Regions from separate parts of the Mus musculus genome. Here all the other regions are linked to region 5. The links are chromatin contacts, called in public ChIA-PET, HiChIP or PLAC-seq and Micro-C maps. All regions are on one chromosome and are shown on one strand. The core of a region is the stretch at or near the end of the contact, and the rest is flanking DNA. Distances in the headings are between cores, read along the strand shown.

The links. A called contact is a pair of places that touch in the nucleus more often than the background predicts. ChIA-PET counts read pairs in DNA pulled down with a chosen protein or histone mark. HiChIP or PLAC-seq counts read pairs in DNA pulled down with a chosen protein or histone mark.
Region 1: an H3K27ac HiChIP or PLAC-seq map of extraembryonic endoderm stem cells shows a contact between it and region 5, with 5 times the contacts expected there. The contact joins the promoter of Dnah14 here to the promoter of Wdr26 in region 5. A contact is called at or near these places in 15 of 39 promoter capture datasets (the 3T3-L1 cell line, 3T3-L1-derived adipocytes, the SN4741 cell line and 9 more), 1 of 15 datasets of contacts at CTCF or cohesin (the NIH/3T3 cell line) and 5 of 115 datasets of contacts at active chromatin or transcription factors (embryonic basal ganglia, extraembryonic endoderm stem cells, forebrain and 2 more).
Region 2: a contact with region 5 is called in an RNA polymerase II ChIA-PET map of memory CD8 T cells, with 27 read pairs. The contact joins the promoter of Acbd3 here to the promoter of Wdr26 in region 5. A contact is called at or near these places in 3 of 39 promoter capture datasets (liver, neutrophils and pre-B cells), 3 of 115 datasets of contacts at active chromatin or transcription factors (effector CD8 T cells, extraembryonic endoderm stem cells and memory CD8 T cells) and 2 of 9 other capture datasets (adipose tissue and pancreatic islet).
Region 3: an HNF4G HiChIP or PLAC-seq map of pancreatic cancer cells shows a contact between it and region 5. The contact joins the enhancer-like site here to the promoter of Wdr26 in region 5. A contact is called at or near these places in 11 of 39 promoter capture datasets (the 3T3-L1 cell line, 3T3-L1-derived adipocytes, HPC-7-derived erythroid cells and 8 more), 1 of 15 datasets of contacts at CTCF or cohesin (the NIH/3T3 cell line), 5 of 484 Hi-C or Micro-C datasets (Th1 cells, Th2 cells, cerebellar granule neurons and 1 more) and 18 of 115 datasets of contacts at active chromatin or transcription factors (DN3 thymocytes, bone marrow-derived macrophages, cardiomyocytes and 13 more).
Region 4: an RNA polymerase II ChIA-PET map of memory CD8 T cells shows a contact between it and region 5, with 39 read pairs. The contact joins the promoter of 2900024J01Rik here to the promoter of Wdr26 in region 5. A contact is called at or near these places in 3 of 39 promoter capture datasets (liver, pre-B cells and stem cell-derived epiblast-like cells), 1 of 484 Hi-C or Micro-C datasets (embryonic stem cells) and 2 of 115 datasets of contacts at active chromatin or transcription factors (memory CD8 T cells and pancreatic cancer cells).
Region 6: a Micro-C map of embryonic stem cells shows a contact between it and region 5, with 4 times the contacts expected there. The contact joins the enhancer-like site here to the promoter of Wdr26 in region 5. A contact is called at or near these places in 10 of 39 promoter capture datasets (the 3T3-L1 cell line, the C10 cell line, the HPC-7 cell line and 6 more), 1 of 15 datasets of contacts at CTCF or cohesin (large pre-B cells), 2 of 484 Hi-C or Micro-C datasets (both in embryonic stem cells), 10 of 115 datasets of contacts at active chromatin or transcription factors (the 230-238 cell line, embryonic stem cells, fetal liver and 5 more) and 2 of 9 other capture datasets (adipose tissue and embryonic stem cells).
Region 7: a contact with region 5 is called in an H3K4me3 HiChIP or PLAC-seq map of forebrain, with 4 times the contacts expected there. The contact joins the enhancer-like site here to the promoter of Wdr26 in region 5. A contact is called at or near these places in 11 of 39 promoter capture datasets (the 3T3-L1 cell line, 3T3-L1-derived adipocytes, HPC-7-derived erythroid cells and 8 more), 6 of 484 Hi-C or Micro-C datasets (LSK cells, Th1 cells, Th2 cells and 2 more), 15 of 115 datasets of contacts at active chromatin or transcription factors (DN3 thymocytes, bone marrow-derived macrophages, cardiomyocytes and 11 more) and 1 of 9 other capture datasets (embryonic stem cells).

The regions. Positions count from the first base shown.
Region 1 is chr1:181,574,530-181,577,973 of GRCm38.p6, reverse strand. It overlaps Dnah14 (dynein, axonemal, heavy chain 14), which reads right to left and starts at 1,381. Exons shown (of 87, transcript NM_001377039.1): 1 at 1,246-1,381.
Region 2 is chr1:180,724,162-180,727,954 of GRCm38.p6, reverse strand. Acbd3 (acyl-Coenzyme A binding domain containing 3) reads right to left here and starts at 1,912. Exons shown (of 8, transcript NM_133225.3): 1 at 1,577-1,912. The coding sequence starts at 1,853.
Region 3 is chr1:181,550,801-181,554,616 of GRCm38.p6, reverse strand. No RefSeq gene overlaps it. Among named protein-coding and RNA genes, the nearest start is that of Gm32767, 13 kb to the right of the region's middle. Within about 2 kb of position 1,671, at least 113 of the 459 cell types and tissues checked have an H3K27ac peak or open chromatin away from gene starts, as enhancers often do. A contact at or near this core is called in bone marrow-derived macrophages, hippocampal neurons and pancreatic cancer cells, where this site is marked.
Region 4 is chr1:180,776,588-180,780,140 of GRCm38.p6, reverse strand. 2900024J01Rik (a long non-coding RNA gene) reads right to left here and starts at 2,180. Exons shown (of 3, transcript XR_373751.4): 1 at 2,082-2,180.
Region 5 is chr1:181,210,168-181,213,748 of GRCm38.p6, reverse strand. Wdr26 (WD repeat domain 26) reads left to right here and starts at 1,771. Exons shown (of 14, transcript NM_145514.5): 1 at 1,771-2,673. The coding sequence starts at 2,312. It overlaps Gm38664, which reads right to left and starts at 2,313. Exons shown (of 6, transcript XM_011238899.2): 1 at 2,250-2,313; 2 at 1,703-1,939. The coding sequence starts at 2,313.
Region 6 is chr1:180,887,812-180,891,505 of GRCm38.p6, reverse strand. No RefSeq gene overlaps it. Among named protein-coding and RNA genes, the nearest start is that of Lefty2, 3.4 kb to the left of the region's middle. Within about 2 kb of position 1,550, at least 26 of the 459 cell types and tissues checked have an H3K27ac peak or open chromatin away from gene starts, as enhancers often do. A contact at or near this core is called in embryonic stem cells, where this site is marked.
Region 7 is chr1:181,534,191-181,537,836 of GRCm38.p6, reverse strand. Gm32767 (a long non-coding RNA gene) reads left to right here. Exons shown (of 3, transcript XR_373754.2): 3 at 2,036-2,841. Among named protein-coding and RNA genes, the nearest start is that of Gm32767, 4.0 kb to the left of the region's middle. Within about 2 kb of position 2,091, at least 72 of the 459 cell types and tissues checked have an H3K27ac peak or open chromatin away from gene starts, as enhancers often do. A contact at or near this core is called in forebrain, hippocampal neurons, neural progenitor cells and 1 more, where this site is marked.

The sequences.
Region 1 (3,444 bases), core at 132-2,631, 360 kb before region 5:
TGAACTAAAGTATTTTAAAGATCTTTGCATCGTCTGAAAGAAAATTTTAAAAATTGAGGGCTGGAGATATGGAGCAATGGTGGAGTATCTACCGAGCATGTGGAGAGCCCTGGGAAAACCTGCAGTATGGAAAGAGGGGGAAGAGAGGAGGGGAAGAGGACATAGTGGAAGGTGGGAAGAGAAACGTGGGGGGGGGGCTGACGGGGGGGCAGGACTATAACCATGCTGGGCTACAAACCTACAATTCCAGCACTTGAGAACCAAGCAAAAAAATAATTGCAGGACATTCCCCAAAGCAAAGCTTGAATTTTCCACATACTGAACACTCAGCATGTCTACAATGGCTGTCTTTACTGAGCATACACAGAGGATTTTTTCACTTGTCTGTTGCCTTTATCACCTCAATGCTACTGTGTCACGAGGTAATGACACAGAATTACATTGTATTGGGTAGATAGCGCCAGTAATCTAAATTATCTCACGTTTTCCAGAGGATGATGGGTTATATGTATAGATGAGGATATTTAGAGTTGGGCTTCATGAATCTGAGAGAGGTGGTGTCTGGGAAGCCATCCTCTTAGGGACCATGTGTTATTTGCGCACATAAGTCCTGTCACAGCTTCAGTTGTCCCACATGAGGGAAAGAATTCTCACATGAGGGACTGGTCCCATTGGAATGTCCTGCAGACCTATATGTTGGGCATTTTCTTGACTGCTAATTGATGCAGTTGGGTCCTAAGGGGATGTAGGAGAACGGTGACCACTGGGAGCAGAGCCATCGCTAGGCAACTGGACCTGCGCTGTATAAGACAGGAAAATGAACAAGTCATGAGAGGGCAGGGCAGGGTTTCTCCACGGTCTCTGTTTCAGTGCCTGCCCTGGTGTCTCTCCATGAGGGGCTATAATGTGTAAGCCCAATAAACCCTTTCCTTCCCCAAGTTACTTTCGGTAGGTGTTGAATCACAGCAACAGAGACACAAACTAGAACAAAGCGGCAGGTGCGTGACTATGTTAAACAGCAGCAAGGTTTTGCAAAGAGCAACAAACATCACTTATTTATGACTGGAAAAAAAAAGCAAGCTTTAAAATCTCGTAGTCTGGGAACGGGTCGCTGAAGCCTGGTTGATCAGTAGCAACTAGGAAACTGCTTCTCTGAGGAAGGACAGGGCTCTGAGACACTTGTGCGGGCACTCCCAAGGACCCAGGCACAGAGGCCCAGGGCAGACACCTGTTTACCTCGTTTACCTGGTATGCTGTGGCAGTCAAGGTCTCCTCCTCCCCTTCTTCCTTTTCCTGCCTCAGCACTGCATAGTCCAGGAGCATACACAGGCACAAGTTTAGAGACTACTGCCCCAGCCCCAACTCAGTAACGGTCAAGCGCCTCGTGCCTCGGGAGCCAAGGCCTTAGGAGCCCCGCAGTTGCTAGGGGCAGGCGCTGGGGCGGAGTGAGTACCGGAAGTGCTCAAGCCTGGTCCGCTGTATGGCTCAGCACAGATAAGACCTCCCTCTGACAGCCCCGCCTGCAATCTGCCAGGCAGGGCCCAAGGGGGAGATACCTATAGGTGTGAAGAGTAAGATCTGAGCGTTTGAAAGAGGGGACCTTTCATTTATGATTTACACAGACTGTGCATATGACCTACTACGGCCAAGCCTGGTGTCCACATCTCTAAATCCCGCTTGGCTAAGAGGACCACAAATGTGAGCATCAGCCTGGGCTACATTAGTGAGACCCTAGCTCAAAGAAAACAGAACACCATTAAGAGACTAATAAAAGTACTGTGAAGAGTACAAGAGGTATAGGCATTCCTAAATAATAAGGTTACATATATTCGTGAATTCCCATTTGCATGTCTTACACGGCTTTATTGACGCCCTATATTTTATTCACCTATTTATTGAGGACTTACTTATTTGTTGGTAGAGACAAAGGCAGAGAAACAGCATAGAGATGTGTTGGGTCTGTAAAATGGATGACTAATTGGGAGGGGCGAGATAATCAGCTTTCAATTTTCAATATTCATAGGGCTAAGGACGTGATCATTCCAATATGTCACAGTAAGAGATGAATTTTTTGGAGAGCTATTTGGTAAGAGAAGTTGGAGATAAGGGGACATCACTTTTAAAGGAAAAAAATTAAAATGTTATATGTAAATAAATCATATTTAGTTTAATAGAGCTATCCAGAAAGCTGAGAGAAATCTGTTTTAATAAAACAAGAGATTACATTTTAGCAGAAGAGGAGGAAAGATAGATAACAAAAAAAAGATGGCTTATGAGGAGTTTCCTGAGGTCAAGTTTCCCTCCAGCCATCATTGCCTGAGCAAATCCTGCTTCTGTTTACCCCAGTTGTGAAACTCAATCTCAGCCCTTCCCTCTCCCTCACTTCCTATCCCAATTCCAATTGTTACAACTCTGCAGATCTGTGCACAAGCAGTATGGTTAGTCTGCCATTTTCCTCTGTCTTCAATCTCTGCTGGAGGCAAAGCAGTAGGTTTTGAACTTAGACCCAGAACTTCTGAATATGAGGTGCAGAATCTCAGACCTGTTAGGAGTACTGAAGTTTTTAGAGATTCCTATCATGGATTTGTATCTTCCTATACAAATTAATTATTATTAATGGTGTGAAGAGTGACTGTACTAAGCCTCATTACTAAATCTCTCTGTATCCACTTTACGATGAGAGAAAGACAAGCCCTCAGACACTGTCTTGGTGACTGTCAACAACCACAAGTCAACTGGGAAGACAGAAGCTCAAGAAGAATTGTCTCCATCAGATTGACCTGTGACAATATCTGTGAGACATTGTTTTGATTGATGATTGATGTGGGAGGCCCAGCCCACTGTGGGTGGTGCTACCCCTAGGCAAGTGGGTCAGTAAAAACTAACCAGGACACAGAATGGTGAAAATGCTCAGTTACTCACTACATATGGTTCCAGTTAAGATCAAATAAGACAAACAGAGCTCTGGCCTCTCATTTTGGTTCTTATATAGTGACCAATAACCTGCTTGTGGTATATAGATAGAACTATTTTCCTTAAACTTATAGCCTTGGAAGGGGGCAGTTTCACTGTCTCAAGTGGCCAGGAATCATAGTGCTGAAGTACAAGAGAGGATTCCTAAGTGCTCTGATGGGCTTAGGGGGGATATGGTTTTGGGTACACTTTGCTCAAGCATGCGTTATAGCATAGTTGGCAATGAGTTCAAGGGTAATCAATCAAACATATAGGTAAAGTGTATTTAAGCAGAAACACACATAAAACAAATTCATATTGATCAGGAACCTAATCATGTATATTCCAGGCATAACGGTTTAGCATCACTAATTCAGTGTGTGCTCTGACTTTACAGGCAATTTCATGTCCATAAATAGCAAGAACCAACCATCTACAGAGTCAAACATGTGAGACTGAGTTTGCTTTGTTCTCTGCAAATATTAGGACCTG
Region 2 (3,793 bases), core at 663-3,162, 490 kb after region 5:
TCCCATGCAGCAAAATCAAAGATTAGAATAGAAGTTGGTTCTTTCTGGCTCTGGAGCCATATCTCATTGGTAAAGAATGCACAATGCTCTTCCCAAGGACCCTAGTTCAATTCTCAATACCCAAGTCAGGCAGTTCAGAACTTCCTGTGACTCCAGCCCCAGGAGATCCAACACTTCTGGTCTCCTGGGGGACCCACATTGACACTGATACATACACACTCACTCACTCACAAAAATTAAAAATTCTTAAAAAATAAAAAAGAGAGAGAGAGTTAAAGTTGGTTTGTCCCTGTTTCTTGCAGCTTATGTTATTAAAATGCAAGTTCCAAAAATTAACTTTTAAGGGCAAGCACTGCTATGTGAACTGTACAGAAACCAGTGGATTCGCATTTATTTACGACAAACTCTAAAATCAAATCGGCGACTCAAGAGTTAAAGTGATCCTAAACTCATTACCACACAGGAAAGGCTGAACTCCTCCAGCCATGGCAAAGAACAGCTCAAGGGTAAACTTTAAAATACTATGAATTTAGAGTAACCATTTATTGTTCTGGAAAGTTTCATAGAATCTCACCTAGTTTGCACAATGAAAGTTGATTTAAAAATAAAACTACCTTCACACGGGTCACTACAGTGAACAACTCAACTTTAGCTGGTGAACTAGGCAATCCGAAAGCCCTAACTCTGGGAAGCTTGTCATAAATATGGGGTTCTAGAATGCAGGTGGAACCTAGCAACCCCTTTAAAGTTTCATTTGCCCTTATCTTGCTTTGTTTTCCCACGCAAGAACCTAAATAGCCTTTAAGAATCAGACTATGAGTCAAGCTCTTTCCCACTGACCAAATCTTGTGACTGTTACCTCCAGTATTAACTAGAGAAGAAAAAAGGCAGGAAATCACCGCACATCACAATTTTGTTTTAAGAAACAGTAGAGAGAGAGAGAGAGAGAGAGAGAGAGAGAGAGAGAACGAGAACTTCGCGCTTTAGTCTTCATCATTCACTTCCATGGTAGAATTTCCTAGCCACTTAGAAGTTACTAGAACACAGTGGCCATCACTTACTCACTCAGGCAAAAGGGAATAAATGAACTTAGTATTTTACTTCATCCTTCGCCACATCCCTATCGCCTAATGATCATGTCCCACACACGCTCACGGTTTACAAGGCTAGAAAAGGGATGTGTGGGACCCAATACAATTTTCTTCCACTAAGATAGTTTTTTTTTCTCTCTTTAAAAATCGCTTCGATGTTGTCGTGAGCCGTGAAAAACCGATACATAACAAAAAGGCGAAATCCATCCCAGAATAGGAGCCCCGGGGAGCGCGCGCTCCTGTCCACTCTAGCTCGTGGAAACCAGAAAACTTAAACCAGGTGGAACGCCCCAGCAACTAGGCGACACGGGCTGCTAAACCAGGGTTCTAGGTCTCTCAGGGGTGTGACCAGGGGCCGGACCGGCAGTGACAAACTCTCGGTGCCACCAAGGACGGACCGGCGCTCCGGTCACCCCGGCCTAGCTCGGGTGGGTGGGGCAGGCATGGCCGGCCCGCAGTCCCGCAGGGGCGAGTGACCCGCTCACTTTTGTAGAAGCGCAGCGCCAGGCCGTAAAGCTCCTCCAGGCCAAAGCCCCAGTGCTGCTCCATCCGCCGCGCCTCCTCGGCCGCGCCCTCAGCCGCCGCCTCCCCGGGCTCCCGCTGCTGCCCCGAGGCGCCGGAGCCCAGTCCATTCCCCGGGGCCGAGGACGGCGGCGTCTGCGGCGGGGCCCCCTCCGCGCCGGGCCTCTCCTCCGAGTCCGGGCTCAGCGTGAGACCGTCGAGCGACACCTCGAGCTGCTCTACGTTCAGCTGCGCCGCCATCTCCGCTCGCAGCGCCTCCTCGGCGGGGACAGGCGGCGGCCACGTATCGACTTCCTGCTGACCTCTCACCTCCGCTCGCCGACACCGGAACTTCCGCCGCCAAGGCGGCTGGGGTTTGAAAGCGCCGGGTGCCCCGCCCCCGAGCGTGTGGGCCACGCCCTCCCGTGCCCTCGGCTTGCTGGGGACCTCACGCCCCTCTCGGAGAGAGGCTCACCCCACCGCCGTGGCCGTCCCAGGGAGCCGGGACGTCCCGTGGGGTTCGTGGCGGTCCGCGTTGGTCGGGGGTGTGTGAGGTGAACCCCAAGCAGCGGTGTTGGGGGTGGCTGCTGGTCGCGTCCGACCCTGCAGGGGACAACTGCAGAGACATCTGTGCAGAGTCGCTGTTGGGAAGTTGCAGGCCAGTTACGGAGTCTCTTGCAACTGCCAGACGGTCAGAGCAACTGCCGTCTTCATTTTAAAGTAGAAATCAGGCTTTCGTCCCCTGCAGTGTTTGTCCTCTCCCTTAATTTATGTTCGTTCTCCTAAGGGAGGGAACGGTTGACTATTTTATTTTTTGCTATGTAGCTCAGGCTGACTTTGAACTCACTCGTTAGCTCAGGTTGCCCTTGGTCCTCCTGCCTTAATCTCCCGAGGGCTTTGACTACATGTGCAAGCCATCAGGACTAGCAATAAGGACAGCATGAGGCCAATTCAGCTATCCATGCCACGAAAGTGTAGGACCAGAAGACAGAATCTCTGCAGTGTCGGGTATAAGAAAGTAGGAGGTAGTTAAGGAGAAACAGCCAGAGTACATAGCACTCTCCTTTCTGTTTGCTTTTGTTTTTTTTGAGACATGGTTGTAAGCTACATAGCCCTGGCTGTCCTGTCACTATGAAGGTCAGACCAGACTAGCCTCAAACTCATAGAAACCCACCTCCCTCTGTTCTCGAGTGCTGTATTCTGGGATTTTTGGTTCCGTAGCAGAGTCTTCCAATTCATTAAAAGTGAAAAATTGTAAGATTTTCATGCATACACTGGGCAAGCACTCCAGCTTAGGGCTCTTTCATTGAGCTGAATGAATGGATGAAAGCACACTTCAATTACATACAGTATCAGTTCAGCTCAACATGATTTAAGGACTACCTTGTATATCATATACTATGGAAAATACAAAGGACAGTAGTCGTGTCCTACCCCTCGGCATCATGGTCCAGGAGGTGAGTCCGTGCCAGAGCACAATAGTATGGCCAGGCTGCTGGAAGGTACCTTCTGCCTCAGCACCTGTGAGCGGGTTCCCTAGCTTCTGTTTCCTCTTGGTTTGTTGAAAACACTGGAGTCATGAAACTATGTGTTAATATGTGTTTCAAGAGGCTGTGACATCACCAGAGAGCCTACTAACCCATCTTGAAGTTTCTGTCACCTCTGTATAGTGTCAACATGGGACCCAAGACTTCAATACATGGCCTTTGGGGGGCATTCCATTCCCAAAGTACAGTAGTGTGTAAAGCAAAATGTAAAGGAGTTGGGGAGGATTGCACACCTGTAATCCCAGTGCTTGGGAGGCAGAGGCAGGCAGATCTTTGAGTTCAAAGCCAGCCTGATCTATAAAATGAGTTCCAGAACAGCAGGGCTGCACAGAGGAACCTGTCTTGAAACAAAACAAAACAAAACAAAACAAAACAAAACAAAACAAAACAAAAAATCAGAAAGGCTTTGCTGGCTGGTAGTTTTTAATAAAATGTGACCACCATTATGTGCAACATTAAAATATACAAGAGCCCTTACCCTAAGGGGAGCTCACAGGGTAGAGTGTGTCCCTGGAGTTGACTAGAACAATTGGTATCTACTTTAAATCTGAACTGTTTGGTAGCCTGTTAAAATCTGGAATTTTAATGTCATATCATCAGGTTTCTGGCTTACCTTAAAATGAAGCAATCTACTGGCTATGGGCCTAATGCTGG
Region 3 (3,816 bases), core at 422-2,921, 340 kb before region 5:
CTTAGGGTCCCCGACTTGGGGTCAGAACCACAAAAGAGAGAGAGAAGTTGTTGAATGGAGAAGAAAGCTGTCATGGGATAAGAATCTTAAAATAATGGCCATGTGGGTTGGGTTGGCTAATTGGAGTTAAGAGCAGCCCAGAGGAAACATAGCAAATTGTGTATGGGATTATTGGCTGGGAAATAGATATAATAGCAAAGAAGATAGAAACCTGCCAAGCTCTTGTGCTGATTAAGGCTTGTTATAAATATGAAAGTTGTGTGAAAAAAGAAAGGTTGTGTATATCTTTTATCTGGGAACTAAATGGTCAAAGGTGGGGTAGAAACCCTTGATTAGGATTAAATATTTATATAACACACAGGAACCTTTTGCTCAAGTGCGACAAGCAATTCACTGGCCACAGAGCGTCAGGTGGCCATGCACAGCGTTATTCAACTTGTATTTCAGCAATAAACCTCTTACTGCAAACATTGCAGGGAGCCCACGCAGGGAGCCCCACACAGGGAGCCCACGCAGGGAGCCCCACACAGGGAGCCCACGCAGGGAGCCCCACACAGGGAGCCCACGCAGGGAGCCCACGCAGGGAGCCCACGCAGGGAGCCCACGCAGGGAGAGGGATTACTATATGGTATTGGCGGAAAACTCTAGAAACAAATCTAAATGTTCAGCAAGTGAAGTCCATAAAACAAAAAATACTATACTCATACAAGGAACCGCAATGAACTATGATCAATAGCTATAAAGGGAATGGGCCGCATCCACACTCAACTAACTTCTCAACTCGAAACCTGAAACTGTACTGTTGAGAGGAGAAATCAAGTTGATCGTATTGGTTACTGTAACATTTCAGTAACCTGCAAATGGGGAGAGGAGGACGGGAGAGGACGGAAAAAGAGAGAAGGAGGGAAACAGAGAGGGAGGAATTAAATCAATTTCTCGAGGCATTTTTGTTTTGTTTTGAGATCGTCTCCCTGTGTTGCCCATCCTGACCCATAGCTGTCTATCCTCTTGCCTTGGCTTTCTGAGTGCTAGGAACCATAACAGGCACACGCTACCATGCCTGGCTTGCGATGTCATTTAAAAGACACAATTCAGCCAACATGTAAAGTCCTCCACCCCCAATGCAGAAGTAAATGGATGCCTCTTTGGGACCCCAAAGTTCCTCAACGGGGAGCAGATATTAGAGATTTAGCCAAGAGAGATGATTGTGTTGAGTCACAGAAACCCCTGTCTGTAGCCGCACCCTCCTCTTCTTAGATATGACCGTCACATCCGTGGGTGTTCATCAGGGTGGTGAGTGGGTGTCGACCTTCTGAAGGCAGCTCTGAACTTTCCCAGTTCTCCAGCCAGCAGTGTAAGCTGCCATCTGTTCAGGGACACAGAGGCCCAGGTGCCAGGCATCCTCAAACCACACCCTCTGCTCTTCTTCTGGGTGGGGGTGGGGGTGTCTGAAAGCCCATTTTCTTCACGGGCTTTGAGAGCTCCTGTCCCCTGCAGCATATTACTAAATGCTCTCCGGGGAGCAAGGAGTGATAAACTTAGAAATCAGCCAGATCTCCCGCAGTGACTAAGGACTTAAAAGGAGGAAATGATTAAGGAATCACTGAGCTGTCTGAGGGACCAAGGAGTCCCTCCACCCTGAGTCACAGGGCATAAAAAGTTACATCATAGCCAGGGTTGACTTGCATAAGTGGGGATGCTGATGCCTGTCAGGGGACGGCTCTGCCAGGGGCAACACAGTAGTGGCACATGTGCCGAGGCTGCTCAACTGGACAGAGCTCTCCAAGTACCAGTGAGAAGCCTTGAAGTCACCCTCTTCCAGTGAACCTCTCTTTATGTCCTAAGAGTAAACATGACATGGCTGGCAAATGGACCGGGCAGCCCTGGGAAAAAAAGCAGCTGGTGTGGTTTTGCTGCCATCTGCCAAAGTCTGGAGTGCCCTCATTTGTCAGTCCAGTTCTCTGGCTGTCTCTGCCTTGCTGTCCTGGCAGCTAAGTAGGCTGTGACTCTCCCTCCCCCTCCTTACACAGCTCTTAGGCTCCTGCTGTCCTGCTCTTTCTGTTTCAGTCCCTTGGTTCTAGCAGTATCCTGCTGGGACTTGAATTCCCATGTCCTCTAAGCTGCACAGGGCTGGGACAGGGGGTTGGAGGTTTCTAATGTACAGATAAAGTTACTAAGGTTTCTGGCTTTAGGTGTCACCTAGAAGGCCTCCCTGATTACTTAACTCCTTTCTCCCATGGCAGTACAAGAACTGATCCCATAAAAGAACTTGTCAAAAACCAGGAGGAAAAGCAAGCTAGGCTCCCTCTGGTTCACCTCCAATAGCAGTGACTGCAGGATATCCTAAGCCTGACTCCCAGGCACTAAGGATGGAGGAAGTAATACCTACTTTAGAGAGGGGCAACAGCAAGTCAGGAAATAAAGTCAAGCTGCAGAGGCCACAGGACAATCCCTTGTCCTCCACTCCCCAAAGATGCCTCCCTAGTGAAGGTCCTTATTACCCTGCACAGCAAGTGGGACATCAGCCAGCAAGGACTTTACTAGCTCATTTTCTCTGTGCTAGCATAAGAAAGAGTGCAACTTGCTGGCTGAAATGGCAAAAGGGAAATAAAAACATGCAAGCAAAGAAGGAAGCAAAGAAGGAAGAGAGGAGGGAAGGAAGGAAGGAAGGAAGGAAGGAAGGAAGGAAGGAAGGAAGGAAGGAAGGAAGGAAGAAAGGAAGAGAGGGAACAAGGGAGGGAGGAAAGAAGGGAAGAAGGGAGGAAAGAAGGGGGGCAGGAAACACTTCATCTCAGATTCAAAAGTGCTTTTGACCCCTTGTGGCTCCAAGTCGCTCCATCATAGCAGCAACCACAGCCTTGGCTTTGCTGTGAAACTTTGCAGCCAGAAACTGGATCCACCCATCCTCTGGCCGTGGATAGACCCAGCTTTCTCACCAGCCTTGCAGGGAGAAAGTGAGAGGCCTCTACAGTTATCCACACAGAATCTCCCTTCCTTGCAACCTGTTCATCAAATCCACAACTCCTTTGGGTTTGTCTTCTAAGAAGAACCACATGGGTTTACTCCCTGCTGTCTAAAGAGCTCCACTTCCCAATGGCAAAAGCATGCAGGGTTGCTGGACAGGGTGGCCATGCAGAGGTGAGGAGCTGAGAGGGGATAGAGGGAGCTAAGATTCAATGTGGATTCTTTTCTCTACATCCCCTGCTGAGATTTCCTTGGCATCTTGGTAGCACAGGGAGGCAAAGTTCCAGCCAGGCTGAGAGTAAGGAAGAGGGATTAATGCCTGTGGTGGTCAGCTTCCCGATAGTGTAGAACACGTTGGAGTGACAGCAACTTATTCTTAAACAGCAAAGTTTGGGTTCTTAGTCTGTGATCACTTGATTCCATTCTTTTGGGGTCTGGGGTGGGATAACACATTATGCTAGGGACAGGCAGCATGCTTACTGTTCTCCCCAGGGCAGTAGGAAGTGAACTGAAGAGGCAGGACTATGGTCACAATATTCCTTTCAGGGACACAGCCCTGGTGACCTAACCTCGGCTCTACCTCCTGAAGGTTCAGCTGCCTCCAACAGCCACACAGCTGATAACCAAGGCTTAGCACGTGAGTCATCAGGGCATTTGGGATATAAGTGATAGAAATGTTTTCTCTTGGGAGTGGGTTTGCTCTTTCGAGCGCTGGCTGTTACAAAGTGACAACACTTCCTGCCTGGCTTGCCTCACACACACCAAGTTGTCTCTCTACTGTTGGCCACGTTGAAACAGTGCTAGGCCCTTGTCAGGGCTATGATCTTAGACTTCCTGACCTCCAGAATCATG
Region 4 (3,553 bases), core at 931-3,430, 430 kb after region 5:
TCCTTCCACACCCAGTGACTCCTGTTCCTCGTGGCTTTGTATCTCATTTTACATGAAATCCTGGATTATATTCATGTGCATGTGCGAGTGCACACACACACACACACACACACACACCAGAATTCTTGTGAGCATCTGAGCGCCTGAAATATTCAGGAATCAGGGATAAATCAGAGCCCTTCTGTGGTCCCTGTGCCAGGCCTTGGAAACACATCACCGACCATCCCGGCTTCTTAGGAAGCGCAATCCCAGCACTCAGGAGGCAGAGGCAGGAGGATCTCTGTGAGTTTGAGGCTAGCCTGGTATACAGAGTTCCAGATCAGGTAGGGATACATAAAAAGACCTCCTCGCCTCAAAATAAAACAAAAACAAACAGGAAGGAGAGGAGGAGGAGGAGGAGTAGGAGGAGGAGGAGGACTTGTTGAAGATTTTCGAGTAGCTGACCCAGAGGATTCTATGCCCTCTTTAGCTTCCCTGGGCAGTAGGCATGCATGTAGTGTACAGACACATGAGCAACACACCCATACACTAAAATAAAATAAAATAAAATAAAATAAAATAAAATAAAATGAGTTTCTGACTCCAGGGAGCTGGACTTAGAGGCGACTATAAACCACCCAATGTGAAAGCCATTGAAAAAACAGATGTCTATACCCTAGTTGTTTCAGACAGAATAAAGATTTTCAAATAACTGAGTCAATAACCTGTTTTCAATTTAAATTAGTTAAATTTAAATTTTTTAGTTCCGACTGGGATGACAGCAACTCAGGAGACTGAGGCAGGCTGATCTTTCCATCGAGGCCAGCCTGATCTACAGAGAGTTTCAAGCTAGCTACACCTACGCATACTGTACCGTCACGCACTCCATAAGCAGAGGTGGCTGGCTGGTGGTTCCTTCAGGTGTTTTCCCCTGTCTCGCATCTCGCATGGAGACCTGTCTGACCAGTATCTGTTCCGCCCTACCCTTGGATGTCCAATGTGTGCATCAAACCCAGCATGCCCCAAACTGCCGTTCTGACTCCCACACCACCGGTGGAACCAGCAGGGCCAGTCTTCATCTTTGGGAGTGAGCCTGTGAGGCTGGCTTGCTCTTTCCCAACCACCCAGTCCCAACACTAAACACGTCTACACAGCTCTGTCCTGCTCCATCCTCTTCCTGCCTCTCCTCCCGTGAGCTTCCATGGCCATCTGCCCACATGTATGTTTCAATTCTGTCTTTTTTTTTTTTTTTTCAAGTTTTGGGAAAGAGGATTTTTGTGTTTGCTTTGTAGCGATAATTTGTTTGTTTAAGTCAAGGGCTCAGTACCTGGCTAACTTTACCTATGGGAGATCCTCTTCCCTCTGCCTCCAGAGTGCTGGAATTACAAGCTTCCCACCACATCGGCTTCAATAAATATTTTCAATGAATGATGACTTTCAGGTGGGAAAACACCTCCAACCAATCTAGAACAGGCGCCCTGTCCAGAGTTGTAAAAAAAAAAAAGGGTTTGGGAACTCCAGCCACCGTACGGGGAGTGAGCCTCCTGCGGAGGCACTGGGACCTGACTATCCGCAAGATGCAGGCATGGACTGACCACACAGCGCCCAAGCGGCCGGTGGGACGCTTCCTGATCCGTCCTCTCTTGGCGACTGGGAAAGAGAGAGGTGGCTTTGGCTACAACTGCTTCTGGGCCAGGTAATTCTAGAGAAAGGAATGACGCGCACCTATGGGCACCAGCTGCAGAGTTGTTTGGGTGCTCCTAAGTGACCAAAGGTCCCCGAAGCCCGATCCGGAGGAGGAGCTACGGCCGCTGCATACGGGCGGGGTGGCCCAGGGCGTGCGCGCTCCCGAGGAATGGCAATCGGGCGTCGCGGCTCCAACGCCTAATTTACCAAGGCGAGCCCAGCCCTGCCCTACGGTGTCTGTGACCTGCCCACCGAGTGGGTCCCCAACCAATGAACCTCAGCTCTCGTGAGCCACAGCTCCATGGGTCCCAAATGTCCCTGGCTCCTGTGGGTCCCAGGCTTCCCCGTCGCCTGCCCCGGCAGACAAGGAGGGGTCATTTACCGCGAAGACGAAAATCTTTCCAGGAAGTTTGTACCTATTAATATTGCTGTTCCTGGCAGCAGCTCTCCGCGCGGGGCGGGGGCAGGGCAGACCCTGCAGCTGCTTCTACCGCCTAGTGTCCGCCTCTGGCCCGGGACAAGGAGCGGAGGGCAGCTCTAGGTCCCCACGCCTACGGCGGGGGCAGGACCTGCTCGGATGCTCAAGGCGCCAGAGCCCAGCGGCTTGCCCGCGAGCAGCGCGCGGTGGGACCCGGAAGATCCCGAGGCCAAGGCGCAAACCAAGAGCTGGGACTCGGGAGGGGGAAGGGAGAGGGAAGAGAGGGATCCTTGCATCGGTTACCAGAGGCCGCTAGGCCGCGCCGTTCCCCCAAAAGAAAGCTGGTCCCGGAAGCAGGTATGCTCCTGCAGTGGGAGACCATGAGCCTCGGGGCCCTGGAGAGGTTGGGACCCTGGTTCTGACCTTGCTATGGTTTCACAGCCGCAAGGCGCTGCAGCAGAAATTTGATATTCGAAAGCTTGTGGCCTCCTCGCCACCACCTTGCAAGACTGTCTCCAGTCACAGACACAGACATTAGAGGTCGTAGTGTTGTTTTGTTACTCAGTGCAAGGCCTGGTGTGTACAACAGGATCTCTTAGAAAGAAGCACAGCTGTTTTCCTGCAGTAGCGGCCCCGGAACCACACGACCGGCAGCTCCAGCCCCAGACCACAGCTCGCTGGATTTTCAGAAGTTCCTTGGGCCAGAAGTGCCAGCCAGATCACTCTTTCTCTCAGGTCACATATGGTACATAAATCACTTTGCAAAAGAACCTTAATTTATGACTCTTTTGGGTGTTTATGTAGATAAGCAGTAATTTAGTCATCCCTGAAGTGGTGATCCCTGGACACCTCAAGTGTTAACTGTCCAGAGTATGAATTAAAGTCCCTGTGTCACACCGTCTCTTCCTCAGAATTCTAGAGTCCTCTGCAGGGTGCTCTGGTAATCATCTTCCTCCTCCTCCTCCTCCTCCTCCTCCTCCTCCTCCTCCTCCTCCTCCTCCTCCTCCTCCTCCTTCTTCTTTCCCGAGACAGGGTTTCTCTGTGTAGCCCTGGCTGTCCTGGAATTCACCCTGTAGACCAGGCTGGCCTCGAACTCAGAAATCCGCCTGCCTCTGCCTCCCAACGTGCTGGGATTAAAGGTGTGCACCACCACTGCCCCGCTCTGTTAATCTTCTTGCTCAGGATGACCAGGCCTATTCTGTGCAGGGACTCTGTCCAGCTCTGCGTGGAGGGCAGTGCCCACAAGTCACCAGTATTGAGACACGGAAGGACAGAGGTAAAGTATTTATTTCCTAATGTCCGCCTTCCAGCCTTCAGGGTCTCTTGGAAGCTCAGGGCCCATGTGGTTCTCCCAGATGGCTTGCACTAGCTTGACAGGGGACTGTGCCAGAATCTGGCGTCTTAAGGTAGGGTTCACCAACTAAATAGTTTTCCCTTAGCCCTTCCCCTTGGGGAAGTCGGGGGTGGGGA
Region 5 (3,581 bases), core at 522-3,021:
AAGAACTTCTAAGAGGCATCTAGGCTACTCTGAGGTGAAAAGCTGAGATGTGCGCACTGAGCCTGGATGGTGATGAAGTCCTAGTCATTGCTCCTCTCCTCTCCCCCTTTGTTAAGGAGTGGAAACCTGGCCTATAGTTAAATGGTCCTTTTCTTTATAAAAGCTACAGACTTTACTCAAACTAAGCTCCTGACTTGATCCACCTGAAGGTTGCTAGGAACCAGTAGATTACGATAAACCATTTTTCAGAAAGTAAATTTTGCCTAAACACTAACAACCTTCATGATAATGAGATTTCTAAAGTTGCTGTACAGGGCTCTATGAGGGCATTGACTATCTAGTAATTCTGGCTCTGCTGGATATACTGTCTGTGCCCTATGAACCTCAGCTAAAATGAAGGTCTGTCTCAGGTGAATACAAACACCGTATGTGAGTCACTTTGCAATTACAGCTGACACCTGAAAGCATATTTAAAGCATGACAGCCACAATGCTAGATCTCTGTAAGACTGCCCTGGTCTCTGTCTCTCTTCCCAGTCTCAAGATGAAGAGAGCTCAGGATTCTTGACAAATCATAGGCTAATTTTTATTACACTTCTAAATTTAAAAAAGGCTGTCCCCAAAGACCTAAAAATTACTGAGCTGTGAGTGTTGTAAATTTCAGAGACATAAGATGTATTGCTTAAGGCTGTTGGGTCTGTTTGTTTGGTCTTTTTGTTGTTGTTTTCCTCCCAAATGGAAGTCACGTCAGGAAAAATATCTGTCCACACCAGGTCTACATGCTACGACCCAAGTCCATGAAACTGACTAGGGCCCCATGGACCATTTGCCACAGAGTAACATAGTTACTCAGTTCTCTGCTGCTGTGTTTCTCCACTCAAGAAAGCCGTTTAAAGCGCTGGGACAGTGAAACTCCGGCCACTTGAAAATTTCAAACCAGAATCTGAAACGGTGCCCCAATCCCACCCCTCGGTCAGAGGTACAGGAACCAGGAACAAGACATCTGAGCGAGCACTTAAAAGAAAGACAAAACAAACCTAGTAAAACTCCAAAGCAAAGCGCCTCTACACACCCTCAGCCTTTGAAACGTCTTGCCCCCACGAGTTGTTGTTTTTCCTCCCAGAGGGAAGGCAGTTTACGGCCGACTTCGCCTTCCCAGGGTGGAGCACACTCAGCTCTGCTGTCATCTCCCTTGTCCTGGACTGACACGGATACAACTGTGTGTGGTGCTTGGCTGTGCAAGTTCAAGTGTTTCCACCCTAAACCGAGGCAGTGGTTAAATCCTGAGTGCAGAGCAAGAAGCCGGTGGCCAGGGGCCTAGCACACCCTTGTGCTCGAAGTCACAAGCTGCAAAACCAGGCCGCCGGCGGCCCCACCCTGGCCCGTGCCAGTGCGTCTGCGGCCCCCTCCACGCCGGCCGCTCGCTCCTTTCTGGGTCACTCAGGGTGCAGGGCGAGGACGTGATCTCCGCCTCCCACCCTGCAGGGCCCCGGAGCGAGGCTGCGAACTTACTGCAGGCCGAGCTCGCACGCCTGACCCGGGGAGCCAGGGCGGCCTCGCACAGGCGGGCCAGGTCGTGCTGAGTCGCGCCTCCCCGCCGGGGCCGGACCCCCACCCCCGGCCGCCCTCGCCTTCACCCCACGGCCTCACCCCGGCCGCCGGACACACACGTGCCGGGTGACAGCCCCCTATAGGTTCCATACCTGCTGCCGGAAGTGAGCGAGGAGGGCAGTATAGGCATTTCCTGTGACGCCAGCGCCCGGACTCCATTAGACAGCAGCTGGGGGAAGAATCAACACACCAGGGAGCGGAGCGGCGCGGACCCAGCACCGAGGCGGCCGCTGCCTCCGCCGCCGCCTCCGCCGCCGCCGTCCGGGCTCCCAGCTTCGGGCCCGCGCCCCCCCCAGTGCCCGCGAGCCCCCGGGCCGCGCCGCGAGCGCCTCCGGAGGGGGGGGGAAGGGCCCGGTCCTCCTTCTCCCCCTCCTCCCGCCCCGCCGACCCCCGCCGCGCCCCGCCGGCCTCCCACCACGGCCTCTCTCGGCGAGGAAACTCTGGCCTCCGCTTCCTCCTCCTCCGACTCGGACGCCGGCGGAGCCTCCCCGCCCCCGCGAAAGAAGCCCCGAGCCTCGGCGGCGGAGGGAGCAGGAGAGCCCGGGGCCTCGGCGGGCCGAGCAGGCCTCCCCCCCCCGCCCTCGCCCTCGCCGGCCGCCTCCTCCTCCTCCTCCTCCGTGGTGGTGGTGGTGGGACTGCCTCCGGCCGCCCCCGCCGCCCCGCAGCGGAGCAGCGGCCACAGCCTGGTCAGCGGCGGCACCATGCAGGCCAACGGGGCGGGAGGAGGCGGCGGCGGGGGCGGCGGGGGCCAGGGCCAGACCCCGGAGCTCGCCTGCCTGTCGGCGCAGAACGGGGAGTCGTCCCCTTCGGCGACGTCCGCGGGGGACCTGGCCCACGCCAACGGGCTCCTGCCTGCCGCCCCCTCCGCCGCTGGCAACAATAGCAACAGCCTGAGTGTCAATAACGGGGTTCCCGGCGGGGCCGCCGCGGCCTCCGCCACCGCCGCCGCCGCCCAGGCCACCCCCGAGCTGGGCAGCAGCCTCAAGAAGAAGAAGCGGCTCTCGCAGTCCGATGAGGATGTCATTAGGCTCATAGGACAGCACCTCAATGGCCTAGGGCTCAAGTAAGTGTCCGTCCTACAACTGGTGAGGGCCAGGCCGGGGCCGAGCGGCCGGGTGGGTTGCGGGGACCCCGGGGCCCAGTGCGCAGGAGGCCGGGGACAGACAGCCCTGGGGGGGGGGGCGGTGGAGGGGAGGTCTAGGAAAGGGAATCGGCCCGATGTCTTAAGGCCAGCCGAGCCGCCTGGGCTGGGGAGGGGTAGTGGAAACCCAGGGCGACCCCTCCCCGCGCACCTCCAGAGCAGGATTGTCTGTCCGGGAAGGCGGACACCGAGGTTGTTTATGCTGGGGGAGGGGTGGATCAGAGCGGTGGAAATAATGAACCTTGGAGGATTTGTTTTTCAAGTGTGTCTCAGAGGCATCTTTGTGGGACACCTCCCCACCCCCACCCCTGACCGACAGCAGCCCAGGCAAACTACCAATCAGGAAGGACAGTCGCCTACAAGTGTTTATGGGAACTAAGGGGCTGGCATAATTTGGAAAGAGGCTGTCGAGTAAATCTGATGGGAATAATGAAGTCAGATACCCAGTGGAAGTCATGCAGACAGAGGCCGTGTGTGTGTGTGTGTGTGTGTGTGTGTGTGTGTGTGTGTGTACACACTAGAGGCCTAGCACTAGTAAAATCCCACTTCAAAACCCAGAAGGTTTTCTTTTGAAAATGTGATGTCAGGTCTGGTGAATCATTGGTTTTCAAATACAGTTTGGGTGGTCATTAATGTAGGGTGAAGGTAGACAGCGGGTCCAACCAAAACGCATCTGTTTTGAACACACAGGAAAGAAAAGCTGAGGGAGTTGAGGTAGGGTTGGTGGGAGTGTCCTGGAGCTGAGTGAAGGTGGCAGAGCCAGGAGCTGACAGTAAACAAGCAACAGTTTCTTAGAGTCAAGGCGAATTTGAAGGCAACCAGACCAGGGA
Region 6 (3,694 bases), core at 301-2,800, 320 kb after region 5:
CGAGTGCATGCACGAGCACACATATGTACACATTCTCACGTACATATTAATATATGTAGAAGATTTATAGTAGTAAGTGGGTGGGCTCAGAACTTAGAAGAGGAACATAACTGCCGGGCAGGGTGGCGCACGCCTTTAATCCCAGCACTCGAGGGGCAGAGGCAGAATTTCTGAGTTCGAGGCCAGCCTGGTCTACAGAGTGAGTTCCAGGACAGCCAGGGCTATACAGAGAAACCCTGTCTCAAAAAAAAACCCAAAAAAAAAAAAAAAGAGAGGAGCAGAAATAACTCTGATAAGGCTAAGGGTCTAAGTCTCTAGTACAGCATTTGCAAGTCCTTGGTTTTGATCTCTACCACGTCAAAGAAAAGAAAAAAAAATCTGTCCCTAATCATAATAAATCATGCATGCAAGATGTGTGTGTGGTTTTGGGGTGTGTGTGTGTGTGTGTGTGTGTGTGTGTGTGTGTGTGTTGGCTTTGTTTTGTTTTGTGACAAGGTCTCATTATGTAGCCCAGGCTAGCCTTGAACTCAAAGTCCTCCTACCTCAGCCTCCCTGGTGCAGAGATTCTAGGCATGTACTACCATGCCTGGCATTGTTAACTCTTTATCCCTGGGGTAGACAGGGAGGTTTGCATTATTATTTCCACTTAATAGATGAAGACACCGAGGCGTAAAACTGTTACATGACCTGTCTAAGGGCAGATATTGACTGCCAAAGTTAGGGCTATTTGGATATATATGACAGAGAGTTTGGAGGGGTCACAGGATAGGCAGGCTGAAGTAAGAGGAAATATAGAAATCCAGGCAGCTGGCCCCAGAGAGGGAAGTCCCAGGGTCACAGACCTGCTTCTCAGTCATTTTTCTCTTATCTCCCACCTCTGTTTCCAAGGAAACTAGGTAATGCCCCAGAAGGACTTCAAATGTCTCATCTGGGGCTGGGGGTAGCTCAGTGTCTGGACGCTCACCTAGCATTCGAAAGGTCCTGAGTTCCATCCCCCAGCACAGAAAAACAGAAAAACAAAATCTAATCCCATCCTGGAGCTCACATCTCCTAATGAGGAGCCCCTGAAATATAAGACCCCCACTCTGTATCCGGCTTTCTTCAAAAGGAACACCGCCGCTGCCTTCCTTTGCAAGTGATTAACAGGGAAGGGACTTTATAGGATGCTAACATTTGGGGCTTTAGTCAAGCCAAACGGCACAGAGGTGTCACATTTACAGGCCACCAGAACGTGAGGTCCTTCGTCCCTGGAAGCTCTTCTGGGCTGGTGTGCCTTAAATATGCAAGAGTTCACCACCCTTGCAATGGGCGAAAGGAAACCCTGTGGCTTATCATCGTAGCTGGCTTCGTGTCAAAATGTAACACCCAAGGCCCTGCTGTGTTCAGTAAGACCTTCTGTGCCAGAGCCAAAGGACAGGCATCTGGGGCAGATGCTTTCTGACTTGCAGATGTACACAGGGGATCTCTACCGCCACCTCAAGGACACCTTGGGTCTGAGGCCTTCTGGGGCACCCAGAGTGATCAGCAATAGAATAGCTAAGCCTAGGAAGTTCAGAATTGGGCCCTGGGTAGAAGAGGAACTGCATAGTCATTATTTGGCCTCGCTAAGGACCTGGGATAGGGAATCTCAGCTTTCTGAATCCGTCCTCTGCTTTGCAGAGAGTGTTTTTCTCTGTGTGTCTACTGCATATGTGTGTTTCCTCGCCCCCAATAAAAACACCTTGTTTTTTAAAAATATATCTTTATATTTACTTATTTTATGTATGTGAGTACATTGTGGTTCTCCTCGGACGCACCAGAAGAGGGCACACACCAGAGGACGGCATCGGATCCTATTACAGATGGTTGTGAGCCACCACATGGCTGCTGGGAATTGAGCTCAGGACCTCTGGAACAAGAGCCAGTGATCATAACCGCTGAGCCATCTCTCTAGCCTATAAAAACACCTTTTTTTTTTTTTAAGTTAAAAAGAAAAAACCTGGAATACCTGGGAGTCGCTTTAGGGACTCAGAATCCCTGGGCCCTGAGGCTGAATTGGCGAACCCTTCCCCAGAGCACTCCTGGGGTGACCTCTAGGGGCGTGCATAGGTGATCCACACTGAGAAACTAAGCCCCCTTCCCAATTTAGGGAACGCCCCATCATCATCGCCTGGTGATGTTCAGTATCAATGAAGGACTGGTCTAGACAAACCATCCTCTTTCCCTGCTAGTGTGTAGAACCAGACATCTCAGAGCAGAAACTAACTATCCAGACAGTGTAGATGGTACAGAGAAAACAGTCTCGGAGGGGCTGCAGCATTCCAGGGTCACACGGGACTGATACACAGACACTCAAAGGTCATAGCTCTTCCCACACCTCAAACTCTGTCTGCTGCTGGCTTTACTGCCAGATGCCATCCATCAGCAGCAGGCAGCTTGGGAACCCAGACGACTCGGGGTCCAATGGGGGCAGGGCAGTGTAAAACGCAGACAGAAAAACAGAGGGTCAATCTCCCAGAGTCGATCTTCCCAAGACTCCTGGATGTGGATTCCCAGGAGCCCTCGGAGTTCTGTTGGGGAAATACAGTGATTGGGCAATTAGCCACGGCCCAAAGAAGGAAGCAGATGTGGATTAGGAAACTTTTACAGTGGGCAGATTGCCCAAGTAGGGGGAGGGTGGGGCTACTTTTGTGATGCAAAAGCTAGGCCTCTCCCTCATATTGTGGATCTGAGTGGGACGGGGTGTCTGAGGTGGAGCCCGGCCCGGCCTGAAAGCCGGAAAGCACCTCCGGTCCTAGAAAGCTGTGTAAATCAGACCTCTCCCCCAAGGGCTTCTAAGGCGGGGACAGGGCAGACTTCTTTGAGGTTGCAGAGGTGCCCCCTCCTCCACCACAGCCCCGCCCTTCGGAGCTTCTATGCTGCGAATGTTCTGAGTGGTCACAGAAGTGCTGTGGCAAAATACAAACACTTGAGGCCACCACCTGATGTGTGTTCCTTAGGGCCGGTGCACAAGCACCGAACGAACTCCCCACAACCCTGTTCGCTCCATCCTCTGGGGCCCATAGTCCAGGGCGAGTCATTCCACACAGTGGGGCATCACAGAGCCTCCATGCAAAACACCTCCGTGCTTCAGGGTTGGCCCTGTGCCTTCCCTTTCCACGGCCTACTGTTCTGTCACTCTCTACCAGGCCAGTGTGCTCCAGAAGTTGATATTTGAGTCACCTGTGAGACCTGTGGCCTCCTGAACCCTGGCTGCCTAGATTTCACTAGAGACAGGGTCCAGACATCAGAAGGTAAAGATTCTTCTGTTGGAGACATAGGGCAGAGGGGACAGGGGTGTGTCAGAGCAGTCAGTCCAGTGAGACAAATGTCTAAATCAGATTAGAGGATTATTCCATTCATAGACAACCCAGCCCTTCCAGAGGATGGTACCTCCGCTTCCTGACTACCTCTGACGCAAAGAAAGAAAAGGATGGGGGAGGGGAAAGAGAGGGTACCACACATAGGACAACAACCTTGACCTGAGATCTGTTTTGGGTTTTCTCTGTCCTGTCTAGAAATTTTAGAGTAGGGACAGACAGTAGCTCTTTTACTTTCTTACTACTCTGTTATACGCAAGAGAAAAAAAATGTATAATACTCAATGCTCCGAAGCTAATGAGAGACCTATTGAGTTGGAATTATCTAGGGATTGGAATACAGTTCAACAGGAGAGT
Region 7 (3,646 bases), core at 842-3,341, 320 kb before region 5:
CCTGGATGAGACTGCAGAGGGCCCAGACCACAGGTGGGTGGTGTGAGCCGTGCCCAGTGATAGCTCAGCCCAGGGCTCACCGGGGAGGAGCGTCCAGGTTGATTCCTGTTGTGGATCGCTGTGGCTCTGTTACTGGGACAAGTACAGACATAACAAGCCAGCCTTGGTTCAGTGGCCATGACTAGCAGGTCATCTGCTCCCATCCAGAAACAAGGGTATTCATCTCACCTTAGCCTCATTCTCAGAGTGCTGAACTAGGTTCCCTCCCTTTCTAGTGACAGACTCCATCCTGTCCCTTTAATCCCTTTCCTTCCTGGTACTTTGCAAATGCTCAGTGTCCCCCACCAAGGCCACAGGACACACTCCATGTTCACACACACACACACAAGGGGCCTTTAAACCCTTGGTGGTGCCTCCCTTAGCCATGTGGGATCTCACTGCTGCCTTTGTTTCCCCGACTCCAACCTTCTGGATGCTTCCTTCTTACAGCTGGGTGCACTGACGTTAGTGAATCTTACTCTGCTTTGATAAGAAAGCAGTCTTTCACAGTGGCGGGAATGTCAGACTACAAGAGGCAGAAAGAGTTGAAATAGGACTGGAGAGAGGCAGGGGCAGCTCCAGGGCCAGGGCTTAACTAGTACTGAGAAGTGGAGGGAGAGGTGGCCAAGTCAGAACAAGGTGGAGACTCTGAAGAAGAGTTAGAGGTGGGGGCTGAGGGGAGGGGAGCTGGGTCTATGGTGGCACTCAGGGGAGCTTTAGAGTTTTGCTTATAATATAAAGAAATGAATATCAAAGTGACTGAGGTGGAACATGCACGCATATACACACACATCATATACACACATGACACACACATATACACAGACACACATACACACACAACATAAACACACATACACATATATACATATAACACACACATATACACATACACAGACATACACTCCATATATGCATACATACATACATACATACATACATACATATACACAACACACACACTGCAAAAGAATACTAAATAATTTACGAGCCAGATTCCATTCATATCCCATGCTTGTAATCCTAGTGTTTGCGAGTGGAGGCAGGAAGATCAGAGCTGAAGGCCAGCTTCAGCTACACACTGAGTTTGAGGCCAGTCTGTGCTACAGGAGATATAGTACCATCGATAGCAGAATTAATATCATAGGCTAGAGAGATGGCTCGGTGGCTAAAGCACTTGTAACAGAGTCATGAAGACTGAGCCTGAGATCCCCAGAAACTATGTAAAAGGTTGGCAGATGCGCTGGTCACCTTAATCCCAACACTGGAGAAACAGACTGCGGATCCCTTGGACAAGCTGGCCAGTTACACTAGCCAGAATTGGCAAGTTCCGTTCAGTTGAGAGATCCTGCCTCAATAGATTAAGTGGAACGCAATCAAGGAAGACACCCAATGTCAACTTTGTCAAATGTGTGTCTGTTTACATAGACACATGCACACACTCACGCATACACGAACATGCAAACATACATGTATGCATAAGCACACACCACAGTAGACAGCTCAGAGGACTCTTATAAGCTGGGCGCCAATCCCCCAAATCCAGGAATGAGATGTTCATAGCATTCAGGATGCTTCTGTCACAAGGCATCATTTCTAACAAGGGGAATCAACTTGTGGTAGTTCAAATATGCTTGGCCCAGGGAGTGGCTCAGGAAATGGCACTATTTGTGGGTGTGGCCTTGTTGGAGGAGGTGTGCCACTGTAGGTGTGGGCTTTAAGACCCTCCTCCTAACCACATGGGAGCCAGTCTTCTGTTTGTCTTCAGAATAAGATGTAGAACTCTCAGCTCCTCCTACACCATGTCTGCCTGGATGCTGCCATGCTCCTGCCTTGATGATAATGAACTGAAGCTCTGAACCTGTAAGCCAGACCCAGTTAAACGTTGTCCTAGGTTCTGGTGTCTGTTCTCAGCAGTAGAACGCTAACTAAGACACGGTTGTATGGCTTCCTATTCTGCATGTATAAATAGAACAGTGTGGTATATTCTCTTTAGGTCCAGCTGCTTGGGCTCAGCAGCCTGCATGGAATATTCATCACACTGACTGACTATGGAAGCTATGACTCATTCTCACTAGTGCAGAGAAGTCTCCTGGATGAGCGAGCCTACTGCAACTGATCTCTGTCCGTGTGCATCGTGCTGTTTCCAGCAGGGACTTGACATACTCGGCTGACAGTTAATGATCTTTATTCCCTGAACCATCCAGTTGCCTGGCATCAGGCCACATAGCAAACTTAGCAGGCCCGAGTTTAGCCAGCCCAGTCATAGAACAAAGTATTTCAGAGCCATATGGCAAGAAAGACAGAGGAAGACTGATAAAAAATAAAAATTGTCCTGTACTGGATAGAACTCAAGACATCATCACAAAACTATAGAACACAGTAACGTTCCAAGGACTCCTTCCATACACTAGTTCTCTGTACGAGCCTCACAGTGACATCAGAACAATGGGATGCTTTGTGTAATCCCTGACCAACATGCTGCGGTGATGTGACCCTCTCGGCATTGCTAGATTTTGTTACAAGACACACCTGAAACCTACTCCTTTTATGGAGAGAGACACCAATCTGGTTTAAATTACTTCTCCTGCTGGCTTACCAGTTTGCTCTTCTTATCTCAGTGTGTGTTTGCCTTTCAGAAGGAATTGAGCCGTTCATTAGGCAGGAAGTAAGACTCCGTGAGCTCGGAGAAGCCAGCCCACCCCTCCACCTGGTTTGTAGTTAGTAACACAGTCTCTACTGTAAGAATTTTTATTTTATTAGCGTTGACATTTACTCCTGCATTTGAATTGCAGAAAACCACCCTCCCAAAATAAACTCTCAAAGCCCTGTTGACCTTGCCATCTGCATGAATTATGTAGTAGCAAATGTTAAGGTCCCACTTCGAGGCTTTGCCTGATGATGAGACTTCCTGTTTCCTATGTGAAATAAAAAAGGAGGGTGGGTGGGGAAGCAGGGAGAGGGGACCCACCAGAGGGGACATTACCATGGTTAGTAACTGGATCCACGCGATGGCGTCCTGGAGCAGTCATGGGTGAGAAGCATGTGGGCACATTTATAATTTGCAGGGAACACTGGTAACCCTGTCAGTTGACTCCGTGTGCATAAATACTGTTTTGGATAAGGATGGGGGAGAAAAGCTGTCTGTAGTCCTGAGGAGTTCTTCTACATCATTGGTCAGTTCTCCATATGGAAGATAAATGTTCGCTTCAACAGCTTTGAGTTTGAAATAGTACTGAGTTTTGACCCAGGAAAGACTAGAAGAACATCAAGAGCCCACGGACCTGGATGTCGGGCCCTGATCCCTGCCAAAGGGCAGCACAAGTTCTCTCTAGGTAACCAGCCTCACTGAAATCACGGCCGTTCACAATACACAAATGTGTCTTTTACTCTTCTGTTCTTTCCTATTCTGTCTGTGGCTTCTGCTTCTGCGAGGAAGGGCCACACATATGAACAGGTGAACCGCCTAGACACTATAAATGATCTTTGGTCCAGCCCCATGATGGCCTTGGATTTATTACTTCGACCCTTGGGCGTGTAGGTGGGGTTGTTGGCAAGCAGACGTGAGGTGGCCTGGGCTTCAGGATCCATGATCAGTGTTTTAAAA